2 separate regions of the Mus musculus genome follow, and region 2 is linked to region 1. A link is a contact called in public HiChIP or PLAC-seq data. All regions are on one chromosome and are shown on one strand. Each heading gives the region's core, a stretch centred on a gene start, on an enhancer-like site or on the middle of the called end of the contact. The rest is flanking DNA. Distances are from core to core; before and after follow the strand shown.

Region 1 (7,151 bases), core at 2,459-4,958:
AAGCAGAAAGTATCATCCAGAAGCCTTGCACAGTAAGGCCAGTGCTTGTCACAAGCGGCATGTTGCACGCGATCTGAAAGGCAGCAGAGAAGCAGCATCATGCTGGCCCTGCTCTAAAGACAAAATGCAAGTCTCTGGGCATGCTGGTGGCTTTCCCACACTCCCTCTGATAGGCTGGCTTATCCTGCTGCATAGGACATCACCTGGACTTGAAGCTCCTCGATCTCCACCAATGGTTTCTTCAAATCTCAAGTCAAGTACATCTTTAGACCATGACGCTTCTTCTGCAGGATACTGATGCCACTAAGACTGGAGGTGCTAAGTAAGACACGTGCACATCCAGTGTGTCCTCAAAGGCTTCATTCAGTCCTTCCTGAGTTCTAGATTACCTTTATGGTTCTGAGGTTGCTATCCTCTATGACAGGAGTTCTTCTCTAACAGGAGTTCTAGCAGGTCCTTAATGAGGTTCAGGCTCAAAACAAGAACCAAGGATAGGGACAAACACTGTAGTCTCTGCTACCAATCCCCACATCATGTAGACAGTGGTTCTCAACCTGTGGGTCACGGCCCTTTTGGGGGTTGCATATCAGATATTCTACATATCAAATATTTACATTACAATTCATAGTAGTAGGAATATTACATTTATGAAGTAGCAATGAAATAATTTTATGGTCGGAGGTCACCACACCATGAGGAATTAAATTAAATGGCCATAGCGTTAGGAAGGTGACAACCACTGTTGTACAACCTAAAGGACTCTTAACTTCTGCAATGAAAAAAATATTCCACATATGAGCTTCTTCGAAGGGGAGTCACTAATAGCTAGAACTATACCTAGAGAAACTTCATTTTTTTTCCCTTTAATAAACTTAGATCTAAACTGTCATGTGGCTACTGGCTAGCGATTGGACAATGAAAGGCTTATAACAATAAAATCTGCATTATTTATCTCTAACAGTGGACCTGTTTCTCTGGCTGAATCTTGACTAGCATAGAAACAAGGGGAAGAGCCTTGCTCCAAAAAGCCAAAGAATAGATCTGACAGAGCTGGAGGATCGCAAGCATCTACCAGCATGTACAAGCATGTACCAGCATGTACAAGCATCTACCAGCAGACCACCTAGAAACTTCCCAGGACTCTGTGGACTGTCGCCAAAACCATCCTTTAAATCTAACCTCTAGTTTTCAGTGACTTCTGTTTGCTACAGTGAATGGTGTGAGCCTTGTGTAGTTTATTACAGGGCACAGATAGTGTTCTTAGAATTCTCTTTGAAAAAAATTATTTAGACATGCATAGATATCAAGAAGTAAAGTTTGAGTGTTTTGAAAGACATAACTCCTGCAAATAGAAACATGCAAGCCCCGGTGTTAGCTTCCTCCAAGTAGTTCTCCTTCCTTTCATGTTTATCTTTGCCTGCCTTTGAAAAATGACCTATGGTAAGTAGCTTCCCTTCCAAAGCCCCTGAGTTACAGATCCATAAAGGAAAATATGAATTTTATATTTCAAGTAATATGTATTAGTCAGAGATCCTCAAAGAAATAGGACCAATTGTATATGTCTTTCTCTTTATGTGTGTTCTGTATACAAAGTCATATGATACACAATGTTTTTGTCAATAGTGTACGTCACACTCAAATAACAAAACTGCCTAGCAACAGCTTTCTCAGTCTGTATTCCAGCCCTTGATTTACATGTGGCTCTCTATGTGTGTCTACTTGTAAAGCCAGTGTTATGTTTGGAAGAAGTCTCAAGACTGAAGAGCTAAAAGTTGAGATTCTAGTCAGCCTGAAAGCCTGAGAATCAGGAATGTCAATGGCGGATCAATGCCCCAAATGAAGCTGGGTATCAACCTTCACCTATATTCCTAGTGCTATTCACTCAGCAACAGACCAGATGGGGCCCACCCACAATGGAGCTGTTATGTGCCTTAGTCAGTCCAGCAATGTGGATGCTAAGTTCTTTAGAACACCTCCCAGATATAGTCAGACATACTGTTTAGTCAGCTCCTGGGCATCCCATGCCTGACCAAGTTGACACACAATTACTAATCACATGGTGTTCCCCAAACACAATGGCTTCATGAACAGGAACTGAAAATTAGCAAAGCTGTATGTCCCAATTCTAAAACTGAGGGTGTTAATATATTTTTCTATTAAGAAATCCTAGACTCTGGATAAACTGAACTTGTACTGGGATGCTGACACTACAATTAGAAATGGGAAGAAGCCACTTTCAAACTACAGAAGATAATTCAATTTACTGAACCGACCTGATGGTCTGAGTAGGTAGAGATGGCAAACTAAGCATCCAGTGAGACTGCTGAAACATGGAACACAGTAGGACTGCTAGCTCTCTCTGTGCAACTACTGGAAACAAACACACAAACAAACAAAAATGCTAATTTGAATATGTTGCAAATGAAATCACGAAGCCCAGAAAAGTAATTACTAAGATATGAACTCCTAAGAATTATACAACTAGCTCTGGTCTTTTTCTTGTGACATATTCACCTTTAAGTAGGGATCACTCACGGAGCCCCAAAGCCACCTGTCCTGTAGACAAACTTCCCTGCACCAGGGAATTCCTTGCTTAAACCCATGTCTGGGGCTTCATAGTGGCTTCTTCCCCCAGGATCCCCAAGACTGTCTCACATGCAGGGAGTGCATACCCTAGGGTCTGAGGGGTTGTTGAGGAAGGGGTATGGACAGAGCTTAGTAATCAGAAACTAGATTGTCCACACACCTCTGTGAGAATCTTCTCACAGTGTGCTACTAAGTTGGGGTAGAGACTAGCAGAAAAAGGCAGAGGGTATAGGGATGAGATCTCGAATTTTCTCTGGTATCCATTAAAGTCAGCAGAGTCATGTCACTCATGTAGTGAAAAGGTAGAGACAATTATATAGAAATAGAGCCACAAGGGGCTTTTGTTATAAGGTGACCATGGAAACAGAAAGGGTATAAAAGCCTTTGGAAAGTAAACACAGTGGAAACAGCATCAGAGTCTTGCCTGTTCTGCTCATTCCCCAACCATGTGGGAGGAGATGGCACAAGATGGACATGGGAGAGTCCACTTTGGGTGGCTGTGTGGAGGACGCTACTGGCCTGCAGTTTACAGCCTGAAAGGAAACTAGAGGAGTTTGACACCCACTGCATCCATGCCCTACAAACTTAGCAATGGAGTGGATAGCTTCAGCTGTGGGAAATGAGCCTGTAGGCCTCCCAAATGGATTCTGCTTCCCGTATTTTGCTAGAAAACCCCTCCAGTCCCCAGGCCAGAAGCATGGTGAGCTAAGTCATGAGAAGCAAGGTGTACTCCATAAATAATCTTTCCATTGCTCTTTCTTTTTACTCCTGGGCAAACCTTTCTTTCTCAGCACACTCTCTTTCTCTGCATGAAATACACTTTTTCTAGTAGTATACCCTTGCCTACGTTGTCTGTCAGGCTGGACTGAGAAAACCAGAAACACTGCTGCATTTTTAACTACTCTGTAACTATGGCAACAAATGATAAATAACTATTTATGCCAGCTTCATTGTGAAACTGGCCAATTACCAAAACACTCCGGGAATAAATCCTTCGAATGGTTAACTGACTGTGGAGAGACGAATGTGAACAATGTATTAACAGATTCTTCAAGATTGAGCCTCAATAGAGAACACTTAAGTGCCATTTGTTTTCCATCTGGGGCCACAAACATGACTCTAGAGGATTACAAGAACAGTTCCTGTTTTGTTTTGTTAGGATTGCTTAAGCAAGTCGTTGTTATAGGAAGGCAAAGGCCACTCTGTGGTGTGCACGGTTCCATTTCTTGGATGGATAGGTTTGCTTTTCAGTTCCTTCCAGTTTTTGTCCCACCTTTGTTGGGTATCTTTCTGGATGTTTTGTGTTTTGTTTTGTTTTAAAGGAAAACAACAACCTCTCTCATATTCTTACTTCAAGTTGTCTTGATGTTTTTGTGCCTCCTCCACACCTCACAGGGCTGGACTCTCTTAACCTCAGTTTGGTGAGTTCCTGTTACCCCAGTCTTATTAAACTGTGCTGGTTCCCAGCCTTCTGCTAGGGCTAAAGGCTTCAGAGCTGAAGTCAGAGGCACTGCAACTTCCAACCCATAGGAAGGAAGACCTTATGGGCCAGCTCAGGGTGAGCGCTGGGAACGCCCCCAGGTCCCTTCTAGAGCCCTGTCAGTGTGTGTCTGCCCTGCCTGGCCCCACGGCAGCAGCTCGCAAGCAATCTAAATTGCTTTCCTGGATTCCACTACTGGACTTGCCCCCTGAAGGCGCTGGAGGGAGCAGCTGCTCTGGCAAGCACCCCCTGCTAGGGCAGGTGAGGCACAGAAGCACCGAGAGCGACCGGATATTGTAGTGAAGAGGCCACTGTACGTACAGGCAGGAGACCCAAACAAGTCTGTCCTTGGTGCGAGTTGGGGGCCGGAAGGGAGCTCTGGATTTCGGTCCCTCCCCTTTTCCCTGCTCTGTCTTGGAGCCCTGGGGCCATCAGACCCTCCGACTGTCTGGTACTTGCCTGGAAGAGATATCATCTCTCCTCCACACCCTCCACCATGGACAATTTTCTTAATGACTCCAAGCTAATGGAGGACTGCAAGAGTCGTCAGTGGCTCCTTTCGGGGGAAAGCCCAGCCATCAGCTCGGTGATGTTCTCGGCCGGGGTTCTGGGGAATCTCATCGCACTGGCACTGTTGGCGCGCCGCTGGCGTGGGGACACCGGGTGTAGCGCCGGCAGCAGGACCTCTATCTCCTTGTTTCACGTGCTGGTAACGGAATTGGTGCTCACTGACCTGCTGGGAACCTGCCTCATCAGCCCGGTGGTGCTGGCTTCATATTCAAGAAACCAGACCCTGGTGGCCCTGGCTCCCGAAAGTCACGCGTGTACCTATTTCGCTTTCACTATGACCTTCTTTAGTCTGGCCACGATGCTCATGCTCTTCGCTATGGCCCTGGAACGCTACCTCTCCATCGGGTACCCTTACTTCTACAGGCGCCACTTATCGCGCCGCGGGGGTCTGGCGGTGCTGCCTGTCATCTATGGGGCCTCCTTGCTCTTCTGTTCCCTGCCGCTGCTCAACTACGGGGAGTACGTCCAGTACTGTCCTGGGACATGGTGCTTTATCCGGCACGGGAGGACTGCATACCTTCAGCTGTACGCCACGATGCTCCTGCTGCTTATCGTGGCTGTGCTCGCCTGCAACATCAGCGTTATCCTCAACCTCATTCGCATGCACCGTCGGAGCAGAAGAAGCCGCTGCGGATTGTCTGGCAGTAGCCTAAGAGGCCCTGGATCTCGCAGGAGAGGAGAGAGGACTTCGATGGCAGAGGAGACGGACCACCTCATTCTCCTGGCCATTATGACCATCACCTTCGCCATATGCTCCTTGCCTTTCACAGTAAGTCACCTTTGTTTCCACAGCCCCGCAAGCAGCCCGCGCAGCCTGCTCAAACTCCTCTCACCCCACCCTTTCCACCTTTAGGCACAGCCTGGGTGGGAAATGTCTTAATTGACAAAGGTCAATTGCCTTCCCCTTTCCTTTTCACCTTACCCACTTCCTTCCTTCCTCCTCCTGTCTTTGCATATGACTGTTGCTACTTAGCACTTCTTCTAAGAACCTGCTTGGTCTCTTCCCTGGGTTGGTAACTGAAGAGGAGGGAGTCCCTCCCAAGATAGGATGTTGACAATGTTATAATCTGATCACTGGGGCCCACTTTGCTATCCTTGAGGCCCCTTCTCTTGGTGCTTTCATTTCTCCTGAGCAAAATGTAGTTGTCAACACACAGCATTCAGAAGGCCCTTGGTGTAGAAGGTTACAGCCTCTTTCATTTGACTTTAGGAACATTAAGTTACAAAATTGTTTCTTGATGTCACTGTCAGGAGCACACATAGATGCTCCTCATTCTGTAGCTGTGCACTTTGTGAGCACATAGATAAATTCAGTAACAGCTGGAACATCTCAGGGATGAGGGAAAAGGTTGCTTGGGGAACTGAGGCAGGGCCAGGATAGAAACATGGGTGTTGCTCAGTTAGAGGCAGCATTGACAGTGAGATCTGAAATAAATGCTGAGCTGCTAAAGCCTAATGTGGATGCACAGCCAAAGTTGAAGCCTTCTGGTCCTTCATAAAGAACTATAGAAGGGGGGTTTGGGAAAGGACAGCATGGAGAGTGTCTAGTCAGAGATCTGAAGCAGTAGAAATAGCTCTTCTCTGTTTCTCATGGATGTTTCTGATTGGTGCCATCTATTCATCCTCAAGGGGAAAGATCAGAACCCCGTCACCAAGGGACTTCCCTTCTCAGCTGTGCTCTGCTCCCCATTGCCCTCACACTTGTCCTTTTCTTCTCTCCTCTACCACAGAAGATGGTCTGAACTGGCAAGTTATACTTAGTGGGGAATGCTATGGAGCTGGTCACACCGCCCTCTTAAATAACGAATTGGACTGTGGAAGCTGGCATCTCCATAGCTACTCCAGAAGGAGAGTTTGTGTTGGGGAATGTTGTGATTTAACCAGAACGTGGCTCCTGTGCTTTTGTGTTTTATGTTTGGGGCTGCATTAGCTTTTGGAGGTGGGGCTAGGATGCTGACCATTATCTCTAAAAGAAGGCACTTCTAGTCTCACTAAACAAGACTCCAACCATTCTACAATGTGTCTGTCTTAGGCTGCTGGGAATTAGGATGTCTGCTCTAAGAACTTGATCTGTGATTTGTAAGTAAACGTATAAAAGTACCAGGAGCTACTTATGTAGCCTGAGAATGGGCTCTATGCTGGCCCAAACACTTATACAAAGGATTGTTTCTCCATTCCTAATCCACTGAAAAGAAGCTAGTGGACAGAAAAATGGCTCCTCTTCAACTGGAAAACTTGGTAAAGTATATTTTAAAATATAAAAGTTGTGAATTACAGCAGATCCCCTGTGCTCTTGTAAAGTGTTGCCTTTAATCGTGAAGGATCAATTATTGCCATATATACTCCCCTCCTTACATCGCTACTGTAGTTTCCCCTCCCTCCTCTGCTCCCAGCTCCTTCCCCCACCTCCCTTCTACCCCTTCCTCCCAACCATGACTCCTCTGTTTCTCTTCAGAAAAGGACAGGCCTCCCCTATGGATATCAACAATACAGCATACATATCAAGTTGTAGTAA
Region 2 (7,151 bases), core at 3,364-5,863, 110 kb after region 1:
TGGAACAACAATATGAACTAACCAGTACCCCAGAGCTCATGTCTCTAGCTGCATATGTATCAGAAAATGGCCTAGTCAGCCATCATTGGGAAGAGAGGCCCCTTGGTCTTGCAAACTTTATATGCCTCAGTACGGGGGAACGCCAGGGCCAAGAAGTGGGAGTGGGTGAGTAGGGGAGTGGGGTGGGAGGGTCTGGGGTACTTTTGGGATAGCATTTGAAATGTAAATGAAGAAAATACCTAATTAAAAAAATAAATTAAAAAAAAAAAGAACTGAGTGCCATATGTAGGATATAGCAAATTCTGGAAAATGTCAACGTTGACTGTATGACAATGCTCTGATATGTACTCTCCTTTTTATGTTAATATGTAATGTATTTTATTTATTTTTATTTTATGTTAATATATTTTAATTACATAATTTCTTTATTTACTTTTCAAATTTTATCCCCTATCCTGGTTTTTCCCCTCCAAAAACCCCCTATCCCATCATCCCTCCCCCTGCTCACCAACCCACCCACTCCTGCTTCCCTGCCCTGGCATTCCCCTACACTGGGACATCAAGCCTTCACAGTGCCAAGGGACTCTCTTCCCACTGATGTCCAACAAGGCCATCCTCTGCTACATATGCAGATAGAGCCACGAGTCCCTCCATGTGTACTCTTCAGTTGGTGATTTAGTCCCTGAGAGCTCTGGGAGAACTGGCTACTTCATATTGTTGTTCCTCCTATGGGGCTGCAAACCCCTTCAGCTCCTTGGGTACTTTCTCTAGCTCCTTCATTGGGGACCCTGTGCTCAGTCCAATGATGGCTGTGAGCATCTGCTTCTGTATCTGTCAGGCACTGGTAGAGCCTCTCAGGAGACAGCTATATCAGGCTCCTGTCAGGGGAATACCAGGGCCAGGAAGCAGGAGTAGGTGGGTTGGTGAGCAGGGGGAGGCGAAAGGGGATAGGTAGCTTTCAGAGGGGAAACCAGGAAAGGGAATAACATTTGAAATGTAAATAAAGAAAATATCTATATAGCTGTCTCCTGTGAGGCTTTGCCAGTGCCTGGCAAATACAGAAATGGATGCTCACAGTCATCGATAGGATGGAACACAGGGCCTCCAATGTAGGATCTAGAGAAAGTACCCAAGAGTGGAAGGGGTCTGCAGCCCTATAGGTGGAATAACAATATGAACTAATCAGTGCCCCCCAGAACTCATGTCTCTAGCTGCATATGTAGCAGAAGATGGCCTAGTTGGCCATCATTGGGAAGAGAGGCCCCTTGGTCTAGCAAAATTTATATGCCCCAGTACAGGGGAAAGCCAGAGCCAAGAAGTGGGAGTGAGTGGGTAGGGGAGCAGGGCAGGAGGAGGGTATAGGGGATTTTTGGGATAGCATTTGAAATGTAAATGAAGTAAATATCTAATAAAAAAATAAAAGGGAAAAAAAAGAAAATATCTAATAAAAATTAACAATTTTCTTTGGGAAGAATCCAAGAACACATCAAAGCGATCATCCATCATGATCAAGTAGGCTTCATCCCAGAGACGCAGGGATGATTTAATATACGGAAATCCATTAACATAATCCACTGTATAAACAAATTCAAAGACAAAAAACCACATGATCATCTTCTTAGATGCTGAGAAAGCATTTAACAAAATCCAACACCCATTAATGATAAAAGTCTTGGAAAGATCAGGAATTCAAGGCCCATACCTAAACATAATAAAAGCAATATACAGCAAACCAGTAGCCAACATCAAACTAAATGGAGAGACACTTGGAGAAATCCCACTGAAATCAGGGACTAGACAAGGCTGCCCACTTTCTCCCTACCTATTCAATATAGTCCTTAAAGTCTTAGCCAGAGCAATTAGACAACAAAAGGAGATCAAGGGGGATACAAATTGGAAAAGAAGAAGTCAAAATATCACTATTTGCAGATGATATGATAGTACATATAAGTGACCCTAAAAATTCCACCAGAGAACTTCTAAACCTGATAAACAGCTTCAGTGAAGTAGCTGGATATAAAATTAGCTCAAACAAATCAGTGGCCTTTCTCTACAAAAGGATAAACAGACTGAGAAAGAAATTAGGGAAACAACACCCTTCACAATAGTCACAAATAATATAAAATACCTTGGTGGTTATCATGTAGTTAACAACTGGTGGTTATCATGTAGAATAATGTGAATTGATCCATTCCTATCTCCTTGTACAAAGTTCAAGTCTAAGTGGATCAAGGAACTCCACATAAAACCAGAGACACTGAAACTTATAGGAGAAAGTAGGGAAAAGCCTGGAAGATATGGGCACAGGGGAAAAATTCCTGAACAGAACAGCAATGGCTTGTGCTGTAAGATCGAGAATCAACAAATGGGACCTCATAAAATTGCAAAGCTTCTACCTTTTGTTATGTCCATAACATTCATGCCACTATTGCACCTGTACATCTTACAAGCAGGTCACTGTTGTAGGTCTCGGGGTTTGTCCCTGGGTGATGTCGATGATTACCTTCCTCCTAGGGTGGTGTGCAGGGTACCTGCTAGCACTGTCAATGCTAGTCAGTAAGGATGAAGCTTCTAGTTGGACACCAGCTCAGCTTCTCCATGTTTGGTGACATGGGTAAGTATTGTTTTCAGCAACAGGGCCTAACCATCAGGTTGTGGAGAGAAACCCGTAGCCTTGCTAATTGCCTGTGACATTTGAGGATTCCTATGATGGTACTGACTCTCCCTTTCAGGAAATTTTCTTTTGAGTACTAAGATGAATCAGTTTTTAAAAGAATATTGAGACAAACTCTCATTCTATAGCCTTAGCTTGTCTGGAGTTCACTATGTAGACTAGGTTAGACTTGAATTCATAGACATCCCTCTGTCTCTGATGCCCAAGTGCTAGGATTAAGAGATTGTTTTCCCATATCCGGTTCAAAAATACTTATTTTATTTTTATTCCTTTTTTTATTAGGTATTTTCCTCATTTACATTTCCAATGCTATCCCAAAAGTCCCCCATACCCTCCCTCCCACCCCCCTACCCACCTACTCCTACTTTTTGGCCCTGGCGTTCCCCTGTACTGGGGCATATAAAGTTTGCAAGTCCAATGGGCCTCTCTTTCCAGTGATGGCCGACTAGGCCATCTTTTGATACATATGCAGCTAGAGTCAAGAGCTCCGGGGTACTGGTTAGTTCATAATGTTGTTCCACCTATAGGGTTGCAGATCCCTTTAGTTCCTTGGAAAAATACTTATTTTAAAAAATAAAATTAAGGAGCTAGTAGGATGCAAACTGTACACACATACACATGCACACACACACAAGCACAAGCACCCATGCATGAACTCAGGACCAAGATTCAGAGGATATGAGTACAGAGATGATCAAGATACGGAAAGTGACTTTACCATCTAGCAAAATAGCTCACAAAACAATAAAGCTGTAATTCCATCTTGTAACTATTATAGTAGTGATGTTCTTGGTACATCAGTCACAATGGGAATACAGAAATGCTTACTGTTGCTAGTGGAGGTTTCCAGGGACCACACCTACAGCAAAAGAATACAGGCAGAGTTCTGCCACAGGTCACCTGAAGCCACACTATTGAGCTGGCAGCATGGCTCCCCACTTTTGGCATCTTGAGGAATAGGAAGCTTCTGGCTGGTAAATCACACTAGGATTCCCAGGCATCCGTCTTTACTTGACTTCTAGTTCTTCTCTTAGTATGTTCCCACAAGACCCAAAATGCGTCCTTTCCTTGTTTCCCACATGTGTCTGTAGTAGCATGTTAGCTGAGATGATCAAGAGACCCAGTGATATCTGAGATCTAAAATCTAAATATGTTACTTGCTATACTAACAGGTTTTATAATTAGACAAAACCAAAATTGCCTAAAAAGCAAATTTTGGTTTAGGAAAGAAATCATAAATTTCAAATTTCTCAAATGCAAAAATAAGCAAATAGATGGGTGGATGGATAGATAGAAAGAAAGAAAGAAAGAAAGAAAGAAAGAAAGAAAGAAAGATAGAAAGAAAGATAGAAAGAAAGAAAGAAAGAAAGATAGATAGATAGATAGATAGATAGATAGATAGATAGAGTCCTTATTTCTAATTATTCCCCCCCCAAATAATGTTTTATTAATTATTTGAGAATTTCATACACTGCACCCAAAGCACACCCACTTCCGATTCCTCCTGTGTCTGCCCTCTCTCATCCTTGCACCTTCCCCACAAAAAAGTAAAAACCACTAAGTCAAAATTGCGTTGCCTGTATACTCACTGGAGTGTGGTCAGATTCCCAGTGGCCAGCTCCTTAAAGAAAACTGAGTCCTTCCCTTGGTCCCGCCAGAAGCCATCAACTGTGAAGAGCTACACTTCTGCATCTTTATCACAGTTTTTCACAACTCTTCAATAGCTTCCTGTATGGACTGTTTCTTTTGGTGATGGGAGTGGGTGGTTTTCACATAAGCCTTCAGTGTCTCTCGTTCTCCATTATGAGTCTGCAATCATCGAATCGATACAACTGAAAAAGAAGCAGCCAGCGGCAACAAGGATCATGGACTTCCACACCCAGACCTCAACATGAGGTCTCTGGTGGCAGCACACACCACAAACATCAGTATCATAACTCCAGTGAGGTTTTATTTACATGCATTTTGACAGGTGAGACGTCTACTATCTCTTCCCTTTCAGTTAGAGACTGGAAACCATGAGTCAAAGACTGAAATGACTATCATCATGCTGAACCTCACAGCACTTTCAAATGGGAACTTTTACGTTTTCCACAGACGACTGATTCAAAATGAAAATTCATCACACTATATGTGCTTGCATGCATGTATGCACACGCATACACACACACACACACACACACACACACACACACACACACACACAGAGGGGATGGAAATGGGGAGAGGGGGAGAAAGGGGAAGAGAGAAGGAAAGAGAGATTGAGAGAGATAACCACAAACAGATCCATAAACTTTCAAAAACTCTTTTTTAAAATATTTTATTAGGTATTTTCCTCATTTACACCTCCAATGCTATCCCAAAAGTCCCCCACACCCTCCCCCCCACTCCCCTACCCACCCACTCCCACTCTCTGGCCCTGGTGTTCCCCTGCACTGGGGCATACAAAGTTTGCATGACCAATGGGCCTCTCTTTCCAGTGATGGCCGACTAGGCCATCTTTTGATACATATGCAGCTCGAGGCACGAGCTCCGAGGTACTGGTTAGTTCATATTGTTGTTCCACCTATAAGTCTATAGGGTTGCAGATCCCTTTAGCTCCTTGGGTACTTTCTCTAGCTCCTCCATTGGGAGCCCTGTGATCCATCCAATAGCTGACTGTGAGCATCCACCTCTGTGTTTGCTAGGCCCCAACATAGTCTCACAAGAGACAGCTACATCAGGGTCCTTTCAGCAAAATCCTGCTAGTGTATGCAATGGTGTCAGTTCAAAAACTCTTTTTAACTCATATTTTGTCTAATTCCATCTCTCTGTTCCTTTGGGTCTCTTTAGTATAGGACTAGTACAAGGCACAAAAGCAACACAAGTGAACAACCACTGAACAAAGAAGAGAGCATTTACTACTGTAGATGAGCAGAGGCATTGACAAAGAATAACTACTGCTCCAACAGTGACATCTAAACTAGCGGATGGTGCTACCAATTGTACAGTTATTTGGGAACTGTTTGAGAACCTCAGCCATTATCAGAAGAGCTTCTTCCTGCAGTATATGGGAGCAAATACAGAGACCACATCTGGATTACATGCAGGGACTGAGAGACAGTAGAATACTCAGTCATAAACGTGATGTCACCATCAAATCTCTCCCCTCAGGGCTCAGGGAGCCAATCAGAAGAGAAAGGAGAATGAGGGTAAGAGCCAGTGGGGATGGTTGATACCAAAGAAAGTCTTTCACATACAGCAGGACTGATGCTTGTGTGAACTCAGAGACGGTGGCAGCATGCACACAGCCTGCACAGGTCCAAGTCAGGTGGTGTCCCAATGCTGAGAGGGGCAAGTTCACCAGAGCTCCCATCCCTAACCCAGAAGCCATCTCCAACTGACAATTGCTTACAAAGGAAAATTTAGTCTTCTCCAAAGGAGTCTCACTGGGTGTACAAATCACTCTTAAGGTCAGGCTCCATGCCCAGCAGTAGATGGCTAACACAAAATTAACTCGGTGGGTTGTTTTGTTTTGTTTTGAGATATATTGTCTCATATTGCTTTGTTTGGGCATTTTTCTTTTAAACCTTACTTACTTTTGCTTTTATTTTATTTCAGACATTGTGTTTTTCTGGTATGTGTGTGGTTATGTGGTGTGTGTGTGTGTGTGTGTGTGTGTGTGTGTGTGTGTTTCTTGGGCTTTTTCTTTTTTTAACTTGTGGGTTGTTTCTTGTTGTTGTTTTGTTTTTCTTAAAAAAATAGGCAAATGCAGAGTTGTATGTTTGGGGAGAGAGGGATGATCTGGGAGGAAGGAGAAACTAATCAGATAATATTGAATGAAAAATTTTGTTTTCAATTTTTCAAAATTGAGCATCTTAATAACTAGAAAGAATGGGCTTTCTGGTTTGGGGAAATAACTTAGTTGGAAGACTTGAATACCAAACAAAAATGAGGGCCTGAGTTCAGATTCCCAGCAAATACATAACAGACTGGTGTGGTGGTGATCCCAGGATGCTTGCAATCCTAGTAGAAGGCACCTGGCACTTGCTGGCCAGACAGTCTAGACAAATCATTAAACTCGAGGTCCAGCATCCTCTTCTGGCCTCTACAGGTCCTGCATGCGTGTGGAAAAGAGACATGCAAACAAAACATCCATACATTCAAAACAAAAAAAGGTTAGAAAAATTTAAATACTGTTGGAAGCTGGAGTATAAATCAGTAGTAGAGGATTAAAACATACAACACTCAGGGTTCAGTCTATAGCATTCACACATGCATGCACACACACACACACACACACACACACATGCAGGCAACTGCAACACACAAACACACACATACACGAGCACACGCGAATGCGCGTGCATGAAACATACAAATCATTGTCTGTAGTTGACAAAATCTGTAGACTGTTCATGGGAGAACAGACCATTGGCACTGAAGGGAGCCTCTTTGGCACTCTTGGGTGTCCTATGTTACCAGTGTGGGTAGAAAG

Evidence for each region. HiChIP or PLAC-seq counts read pairs in DNA pulled down with a chosen protein or histone mark.
Region 2: a BATF HiChIP or PLAC-seq map of CD8 T cells shows a contact between it and region 1, with 49 read pairs. The contact joins the enhancer-like site here to the promoter of Ptger2 in region 1. A contact is called at or near these places in 9 of 39 promoter capture datasets (the C10 cell line, the HPC-7 cell line, embryonic stem cells and 4 more), 3 of 15 datasets of contacts at CTCF or cohesin (CD8 T cells, large pre-B cells and pro-B cells), 7 of 484 Hi-C or Micro-C datasets (CD4 T cells, Th1 cells, bone marrow-derived macrophages and 3 more), 7 of 115 datasets of contacts at active chromatin or transcription factors (CD8 T cells, the HPC-7 cell line, bone marrow-derived macrophages and 2 more) and 5 of 9 other capture datasets (adipose tissue, bone marrow-derived macrophages, liver and 2 more).

What each region holds. Positions count from the first base shown.
Region 1 is chr14:44,984,403-44,991,553 of GRCm38.p6, forward strand. It overlaps Ptger2 (prostaglandin E receptor 2 (subtype EP2)), which reads left to right and starts at 3,709. Exons shown (of 2, transcript NM_008964.4): 1 at 3,709-5,405. The coding sequence starts at 4,563.
Region 2 is chr14:45,097,753-45,104,903 of GRCm38.p6, forward strand. No RefSeq gene overlaps it. Among named protein-coding and RNA genes, the nearest start is that of Gm34362, 75 kb to the right of the region's middle. Within about 2 kb of position 4,614, at least 12 of the 459 cell types and tissues checked have an H3K27ac peak or open chromatin away from gene starts, as enhancers often do. A contact at or near this core is called in CD8 T cells, Th1 cells and regulatory T cells, where this site is marked.